Regions from separate parts of the Gossypium hirsutum genome. Here region 2 is linked to region 1. The links are chromatin contacts, called in public Hi-C maps. All regions are on one chromosome and are shown on one strand. Each heading gives the region's core, a stretch centred on a gene start, on an enhancer-like site or on the middle of the called end of the contact. The rest is flanking DNA. Distances are from core to core; before and after follow the strand shown. Region 1 holds the start of LOC107915879 (ubiquitin-conjugating enzyme E2 8). Region 2 has its middle 19 kb from the start of LOC121222539.

Region 1 (4,326 bases), core at 428-2,927:
TTATAACATAAATTTCATTTTTGTAAATATAACATTTTAGCTTACCATAGCATACTTCTGCGTCCAGTTCCGAGCAACTTTCTCGTATTGGCTCCTATCCGTCTTGTACATGTTGGCAATGTTCTCTTCATATGGGTCATCGAGCATTGGATCCCCTAAGATTGAGTAGATTGACAGCAGCACCTATAGAGTCAAAACAAATAAAATTACACTTCTCCGCATCTAAATACCAGTTAACCAAATAAAGATAAAGTTTAACCGGGGTGACAGTGACTAGATTCAAAATGACATTAATGATCCATTATGAAACCTATTTGACCAATGGCTTGATGTAAAATTCATTTTAATAGAATAGTTCTAATTAATTAAATACCAATTCAATTTAAAAAACAATAAATTTTATTATAAAAGCATTAATGCCTTTCAATAATTTTATATTTTTAAAAAAAATTTAAATAACTCAAACTATACAACTTTTAAATTAGTCTGAAAATGATTAGAGATTCATTTAGTTTTAGGTGTGGGTTGGGATTGATTTTATATAATTTATTTTCTTTCACCCATGGGCATCTCATAATCTAGTTTTTGACAAAGAATGGTTGAGAAATAGCATAACAGGGAAATGTAATTTTCAAACTGAAATATACATTTACTTGGATGCAGTTAGGAGGTTTGAGCAAATTATAACCTTGGATATGGTGAGGGCGGGGGTCCACTTATCCTTCAAAATATCAATGCCAATGCTACCATTCTTGTTAATATTAGGGTGAAAGATCTTGCTCCTGAAAGCAACCTAAATGGAAGGAAAAAGAATCGAAAAAGAAGATAAAAGAAGAAAAAGAGAGGTTAGGTGAACAAAACTACAAGTTGGGGGGTCATTAATATGTTATAAGGTTGGAAAATCATGAAATAACGTTGTCCTATTATTTACTATGTAACTTCAAGATTTAGCACAGTCTAGCTCAGCATTGAAGGTCCATACTCCTCTGGTTACAATAAATTTCTCTTCGAAAATAAATTTGATGCTATTCTATCCTCAGTATATATTAACATCAACATTATGAAGCACCTTGGGTGGTTTAAATGGATAGTCCGGAGGGAAATGAATTCTGAGTTCAAACTTTCCACCTTCATATGGAGTGTTCAGAGGACCCGGCATAGTTGCTTGCCAAATGAAGATTTCTTCATTCTCAGGAGCTTATCATGCCATCAATAATAAAAAAGGTAAAACAAGTGTTAGATGGTAGTGCAATGAGAAAATATATCATGTTGCAGTCCTAAACAATTTTAGCACATATTTAACAGAAATAATGGTGCAATGATGAATTCTTACATCCACCCAAGCTAATACCCAGAAATATTCTCTTTTTGCGAAACATGCTAACCATTTGCTATCAACTTCATTTACATCTATAGCATTATTAATTCCATTGACTTCCTATCAGCTGTAACTGTAACAAAAGGAAATAGGTAAAGAGGAGAGAAGGAATGGAACCTAAGCTGCAAAAGTTAGGAGGATCTTTTTGGAGATCCTTGAGCTCCTTCAAGATCCGCTTTGAAGCCATCACACCTAAAATCCCAAGCTAGATTGATCACCTTTAGCGTCAATCAAGGTGTTGCACTGTATTTGTTTTTAAAGTGAGGTTCCAGAACAAAAGTGTTGACTTCCTAACCCCCCCCTTTTTTTTTTGCCAGATAGGCTTTATAATTAAAAAAGAATATGGACGATCAGGGTCTTTCTTAAGTTCTAAATTATTGTTTTGGTGGACCCCACAGGACCATAATATATATATTTTTTATAAATCTTAATTAAGAATAAGAAATGGAATGCTTGACTTTTAATAATATATTTTTGCCATTAGGTTAAAAGTTTGTTGACAAAATAAAATAAGTTTACTTGCCCTTTCTTGAGTATATTATTTTTTTCCCTATTTATAAAATTATAAAGCTTTTGAAACGATGATAAAATAAAATATTTGTAAACTCTAACAGCACGTTTGGTTCGCTGTAGTGGAATAGAGGCGTAATAGTAAATCAATTGTTTGGTTGAATGTAATGGAATAGAGGCGTAATAGTATTCCTGTGTTTGGTTGAATGGAATAGAGGTGTAATAGCATAATAGAAAAAACTAAAATGACTAGAATACCCTTAGCATAAATTTGTTTGGGTAAATGATTATTGTTATTGTTATTTAAATTTTAATAAGATTATTAATATCAATAATAAATAATTTAATCATATTTAAACATAATTATTATTAAATATATTATAATTGAAATATATAATTTAATAAAATTCTTACTAATCAATATTCTTATATGAATTTACTCAAATAATAATATATGATACTATAAAATATAATTTAACATAATTATTATTAAATATATTATAATTAAAATATATAATTTAATAAAATTCTTAATAATTAATATTCTTATATGAATGTACTCAAATCATAATATATGATACTATAAAAGATAATTTAACATAATTATTATGAAATATATTTTAATTAAAATATATAATTTAATAAAATTCTTAATAATCAAAATTCTTTTATGAATTTACTCAAATCATAATATATGATACTATAAAATATAATTTAACATAATTATTATTAAATATATTATAATTAAAATATATAATTTAATAAAATTCTTAATAATTAATATTCTTGTATGAATTTACTCAAATCATAATATATGATACTATAAAAGATAATTTAACATAATTATTATTAAATATATTTTAATTAAAATATATAATTTAATAAAATTCTTAATAATCAAAATTCTTATATGAATTTACTCAAATCATAATATATGATACTATAAAATATAATTTGAAATAATTAAATTTAAATATATTTTAATTAAAATATATGATTTAATAAAATTTAAAATAATTATAACTAATAAATTTTCTTATATGAATTTGTATAATTTAAAATAATTATTATTAAATATAATTTAATAATAATATATAATTTCATAAAATTCGTAATAATAAATTTTCTTATATGAATTTATATAATTTAAAATAATTAATATTAAATATACTTTAATAATGATATATAATTTCATAAAATTCTTGATAATAAATTTTCTTATATGAATTTATACAATTAAAATAATTAATATTAAATAAAATTTAATAATAAAATGTTCTTATATTAATTTACTAAAAACAAAATATAACTTGAGAATTATATTCTGCATAAACATAATTAACTTATATTAAGAAAAGGTTAGATGAAAATTAAATTCTACATCATAATCCATATGTTATATAGTTTTACAACATCAAAAAGTTTGAACATTGATTTTTAATGGTCAGAAAGAAATCTTCTGACCCATTCCAATCGCGCAACAGAAGGTAAACTAAAGAAAACGAGCATTTGAGTTGGATGATCTGGAATTTTACTTAAAGCTTGATAACGCTCATCGTCGGTTAAACCTTCAATTTCCCATAAGGTTGAATATAAATTTGTAGCTTTCTCTTGGATGATCTGGAATTCTTCTGAATTCTATTGAACTACCACATCGGAGGCAATACTCCTACTGATTTGATCGCCAACGGCCTTGATGTTTTCGGCCAATAAAGTGGCAGCCTCATCAAATGAAGAAGACATATTATCTCGAGCATCAGATTTCTTCTTTCTCTTGTTTGAAGATGAGGAACCCCCTTGGTCTCTATCTCGTCAGCAGAAACATCCATGTCATCCAAAGAGACGTCAGCTTCGCAGTCATAGAGTGAGTTTCTTTCTTCATCCATACCTGTAGTAGGTACACCCTCAGCATTTATTTCTTCAAGAACATCAGCAGCTGTTTGAGCATCTTTCCCAGTTGCTCGATCTCTTGCGTATATGGTAGTAAGCTGGTCGTAGTAAAGGAAAGAACGATGTCTGAATTGAGCGGCTTCTTTGTGACTCTAAAAAAATGAGGAAATCATATTAGTTATAAGTTTGGTAAAAATAAGATAATAAAGACTTGAAATAATCTTACCTTTAAATAGGAGTCCCAAACCGCATCTTCAGCAACAACGAGCTGCCTATGCTCGTCCCAACCAAAACCGCTATTGTTTTGGCCATTAAGCATGTCATAGACGATTGACCACTCTCTTTTTAGTAACCTAATCCTTGATTCAATATTAGGTTTCGCCTTCAACATTGCATTTGGTAAAACCTTTTGTAGCATTCTTTCCAACTCGTTTAAATAACCGGCTTTGAACCTGGTATCAGCATTAAATGTTCCAACATTGTTGAGGTCCACCATGCAGGAAACCAATGCTGCATCTTCTTCTGGAACCCATTTTCTTTTGGTTCCT
Region 2 (3,780 bases), core at 911-3,410, 110 kb before region 1:
CACATATTGTTGTTGTTTACAACAATAGTCATAAATTGTGCCCAGTCATTTATGATTTTTTCATAGTCTGCTATAGAAATATTAGTTAAATCTAAATATATTCCTCCTTCAGCAACATTTCTTTTATTTAACTCTTCTATTCAATGTGAAACTGGTTGAGTAGATGATTCTCCTAGATTTTCAATTTTTATTTCAATTGTAGCTATATTTTCTGTTTTATTATAAAAAATTCTAGTTGTATTTTCAACTTTTTTCAAAATCTTTATTAAAAGATCTTAAATAATCATCATTTTGAAGATCTGACTCTATTTTTCTTTTTCCATAAGGATATGTTTGATCAGTATCCATAGGTTCTAGTATTTCTATATTTTCTTCTTCATCTGTTGAAGTATTTTCTTCATCAGATTCATAACTTGTAACTTTTAGGTCTTTTAGATTTATAGAATTATCAAAATCACTAGAATTACTATTGTCTGTAGTGTAATAGTTTAACATATAATGATAGTTAAATAAAGTAAATGAATCTTTATGTTTTTCATAAAGTCATTTTATTAGTTTTAAATATTAAACTCTTTCATTTTTATCGGAACTCTTAGTAAATTTATACTTCCAATGTTCTATAAGTTGTTTATAGGATTAAAAATTATATTTTTGTTGATAATTATATTTTCTTTTCTGTTTTTCAAGTTTTTTTATTTCTTTTATATTTTATTTCTTTTATTAGTAGAAAATAATGTTTCTGAAAAAGTTTTTTTTTCAGACAAAGTTAATATTATATTACTATTTTTATTATATAAAAGTTAAATTTACCTCTTGTTCTATATTTTTATCAATAAAAAATTGTTTTAATTTTTTATTAACATTAGATAATATTTTTTTAAATTTTTTGTTCAAATCTAATTTTGTAAGATCTCTTAAATTATTTACTTCTTGTTTTATTTTACTTACTTTTGTTATATAATTTATGAAAATATATAAAGTAACGTCTATAAAACTATTCAAACCTTTACTCAGACTTAAAATTTAGACAATGATTGTGTTAAACGAAAACGCAGCTACAATATTTGTGGCGGAGGCTCTTGCATGTATTCAGGGACTTTAACTGGGTTTGGATTTAGATTTAGAGTTCACGGCTGTGGAGGTTGAAGGAGAAACTCTTTTAGTTGTCAAAAAACTGCAAAAGGGAGGGGAGGATAAATCGGAAATTTATGAATACATTAAAGATGGTCAGTGTCTAAGCAAAGGTTTCCAAACCTGTATGTTCAAGTATGGCCACCGATTGATGAACTAAGTCGCTCATTTGTTAGCTACAAAAGGTTTCAAGAATGGGGAACAAAGATTTATGAGAAATGGGGTACCTGGATATGCAGAAGAGGCGGTGAAAAGAGACCGACGAGTGGCGGTGTTGTCAGACTAAGGGCTCCTTTGGATGCCCAGTTACTACCAGTGCAGCACGTTTACCCTTGATTTTGGTGCAATCGCACCACGTATAGCTGTTTGGATAACATTCAAATTTGGCCAGTGAAAATCTACACACTGGTGAGAAAATTTTAGACTGGAGTGTTAAAACACCAGTAAACAAAAAGAAACGTCAGTGGGTAATATTTTTACCATTTTATTTTTCATATGGGTGTGAAAATAAGATATTTTAATATTTTAATGTTATAACTATTATTTAAATAAATACAAATATGATAAATTATAGGATAATAAATAGAATATTAAAAGATACATTTTAATATTTTATTAAATGAATTTATAAATTCAAATATTTTAATAATTTTATAAAAGTAAAATAATTTAAAAAACTTTTGATATATATCAATTATAATCTAATATCATTAAAAGTCATTTTCTATTCTCACATCACCGCTACAATTACGTTTGAATCCAAACACACACTCCACCGCTGTTTCTAATCTCACTGCTACAGTAACTAATCTCACAGCTACCGTTGTTTTTAATCTCACCGGAGCTAAACACACCGCCCATCCACACTAAACCTAAATTTCTTTGTTCCGATAAGGTAATCTAGGGAGAGCGAGAGAGATTGGAGAACAGAAGAGCGAAAGAAGACGAAAGGCTTTTCAAAACTCTAGAAAAGGAATGATTAATTAATGAATCGTGCTGAACTAATTTCCTGGGTTGGCGTCCTGGATGCTTCTAGAGCAAGCTTTTTTCTGCTGGGTTATTGGGCCTATTGGGATGGCTCACTTTGACTGTATAGCCGGACTTTATTTTTGAATAAATGGATAAAATCCAGCTGATTATCTCAAAATATATATATATATACTATTTCAATAATTAAATAAATAATATATATTAATATTAAATAAAATAAAAATCTCCTCCTCCTCTCTCCTTGTATTCACTATAATGTTCATCAGTGAATGATATCTACCTTTTTCTATGGAGAGATTTGTTCTTTTTCTGATATTTGTCCTGCTGAACCATTCATTTTTAGCACGCTAGAAATGATTTCCACACAAATATAGATATGGACATGGTGAAGAAACCGACAATTCATCCCACCACTCAAACAAAACAAAAAGACAACAAAGCAGTCAGGAAAAAATATTTCCTTTTTTGGAGCTGGAGGGAAAGGGTTTTCTTATATATATATATATATATATTTATACTTTATTTAAAATTAATTACAATTTAGTAATTTAGATTTTTTAATGATATGCATCGGCGGAGTCAGAAATTTTTTTGGGGACCGAAATTAAATTGTAGTAAAAATATAATTTTATCATTTTAATAATATATATCTTAATAATTTTTAAAGATTAAATTAAATTTTTATTATTTTTAGGAGATCAAATTATAATTTTATTATTACTAATTTAAAATTTTATAAATTATAAACAATCTAAATGAAAAAAAATTTCCATTTTAGGTTGCTAGCTCCACCGCTGTGTCGTTTCTTAATTGATTGCAAGATTTGTTTTAGCGGATGTAATGGTAGAGATTAATATTGGTTACCGAAATAAAATTAGGTATTTAATTTGATTAAAAATATTTTAACTAATTAAGTTTACATTCAATAAATAATTATTGAGGAAAAAAAATTTCAAGCTTTTCAAGGAAAAACATGATGAGAAAGTCTAGGGACCACCTTTTCTCATTTCCTCTTTTGTCTAGGGACCATTTCCTCATTTATTATATGAATAAGTGATTAAATTATTAGTAAATTTATGTTTTAATCACTCAATTTTAAAAAAAAATTATAGAATAGTCATTAAATTATTTAAAATTTTTTATTTAAGTTAATAAGTTGTTAAATTTAAAAAAAATTAACTAACAAGTTTTAAATAACAATTCAATTATTGATATTACCGATTAGTACCTATTAATGAGTAGAAGAACAGATACCTTAGATTCAAGTCAATTTGATGGTTAGTGACGGAAATTAGATAAGAAAACTTTTTAGATTTTATTTTATAGATTCGTGACGTTTAAAATTGTTTCATAAAAAAAACTTAATCATAGAAGAAAAATAGAAGAAGAGCTTTTGATTGGTAAAGACGGTGCGAACAGGAAATGTCATATATCATTAATTTTATCAGCCCAATAACTTAAATAAATTTTTTTGAATAATTTAATGATTACTTTTGTAACTTTTTTAAATTGAGTAATTAAAACATAAATTTATTAATAATTTAATAATATTATATAATTTACCCTAATTAAAATGAGAGGGTTGTCCCCGTACAATCTAGATTACCCCTTAATCATTTCAAATGCGTCGGGATTCGAGAGCTGTCCTGGTCTTCCCTA

The links. A called contact is a pair of places that touch in the nucleus more often than the background predicts.
Region 2: a contact with region 1 is called in a Hi-C map of leaf, with 1.7 times the contacts expected there. The contact joins the enhancer-like site here to the promoter of LOC107915879 in region 1. A contact is called at or near these places in 3 of 34 Hi-C or Micro-C datasets (callus and leaf).

The regions. Positions count from the first base shown.
Region 1 is chrD10:61,269,556-61,273,881 of Gossypium_hirsutum_v2.1, reverse strand. It overlaps LOC107915879 (ubiquitin-conjugating enzyme E2 8), which reads right to left and starts at 1,677. Exons shown (of 8, transcript XM_016845072.2): 1 at 1,496-1,677; 2 at 1,070-1,197; 3 at 689-793; 4 at 46-183. The coding sequence starts at 1,565.
Region 2 is chrD10:61,377,036-61,380,815 of Gossypium_hirsutum_v2.1, reverse strand. No RefSeq gene overlaps it. Among protein-coding and RNA genes, the nearest start is that of LOC121222539, 19 kb to the right of the region's middle. Within about 2 kb of position 2,160, at least 7 of the 9 cell types and tissues checked have an H3K27ac peak or open chromatin away from gene starts, as enhancers often do. A contact at or near this core is called in leaf, where this site is marked.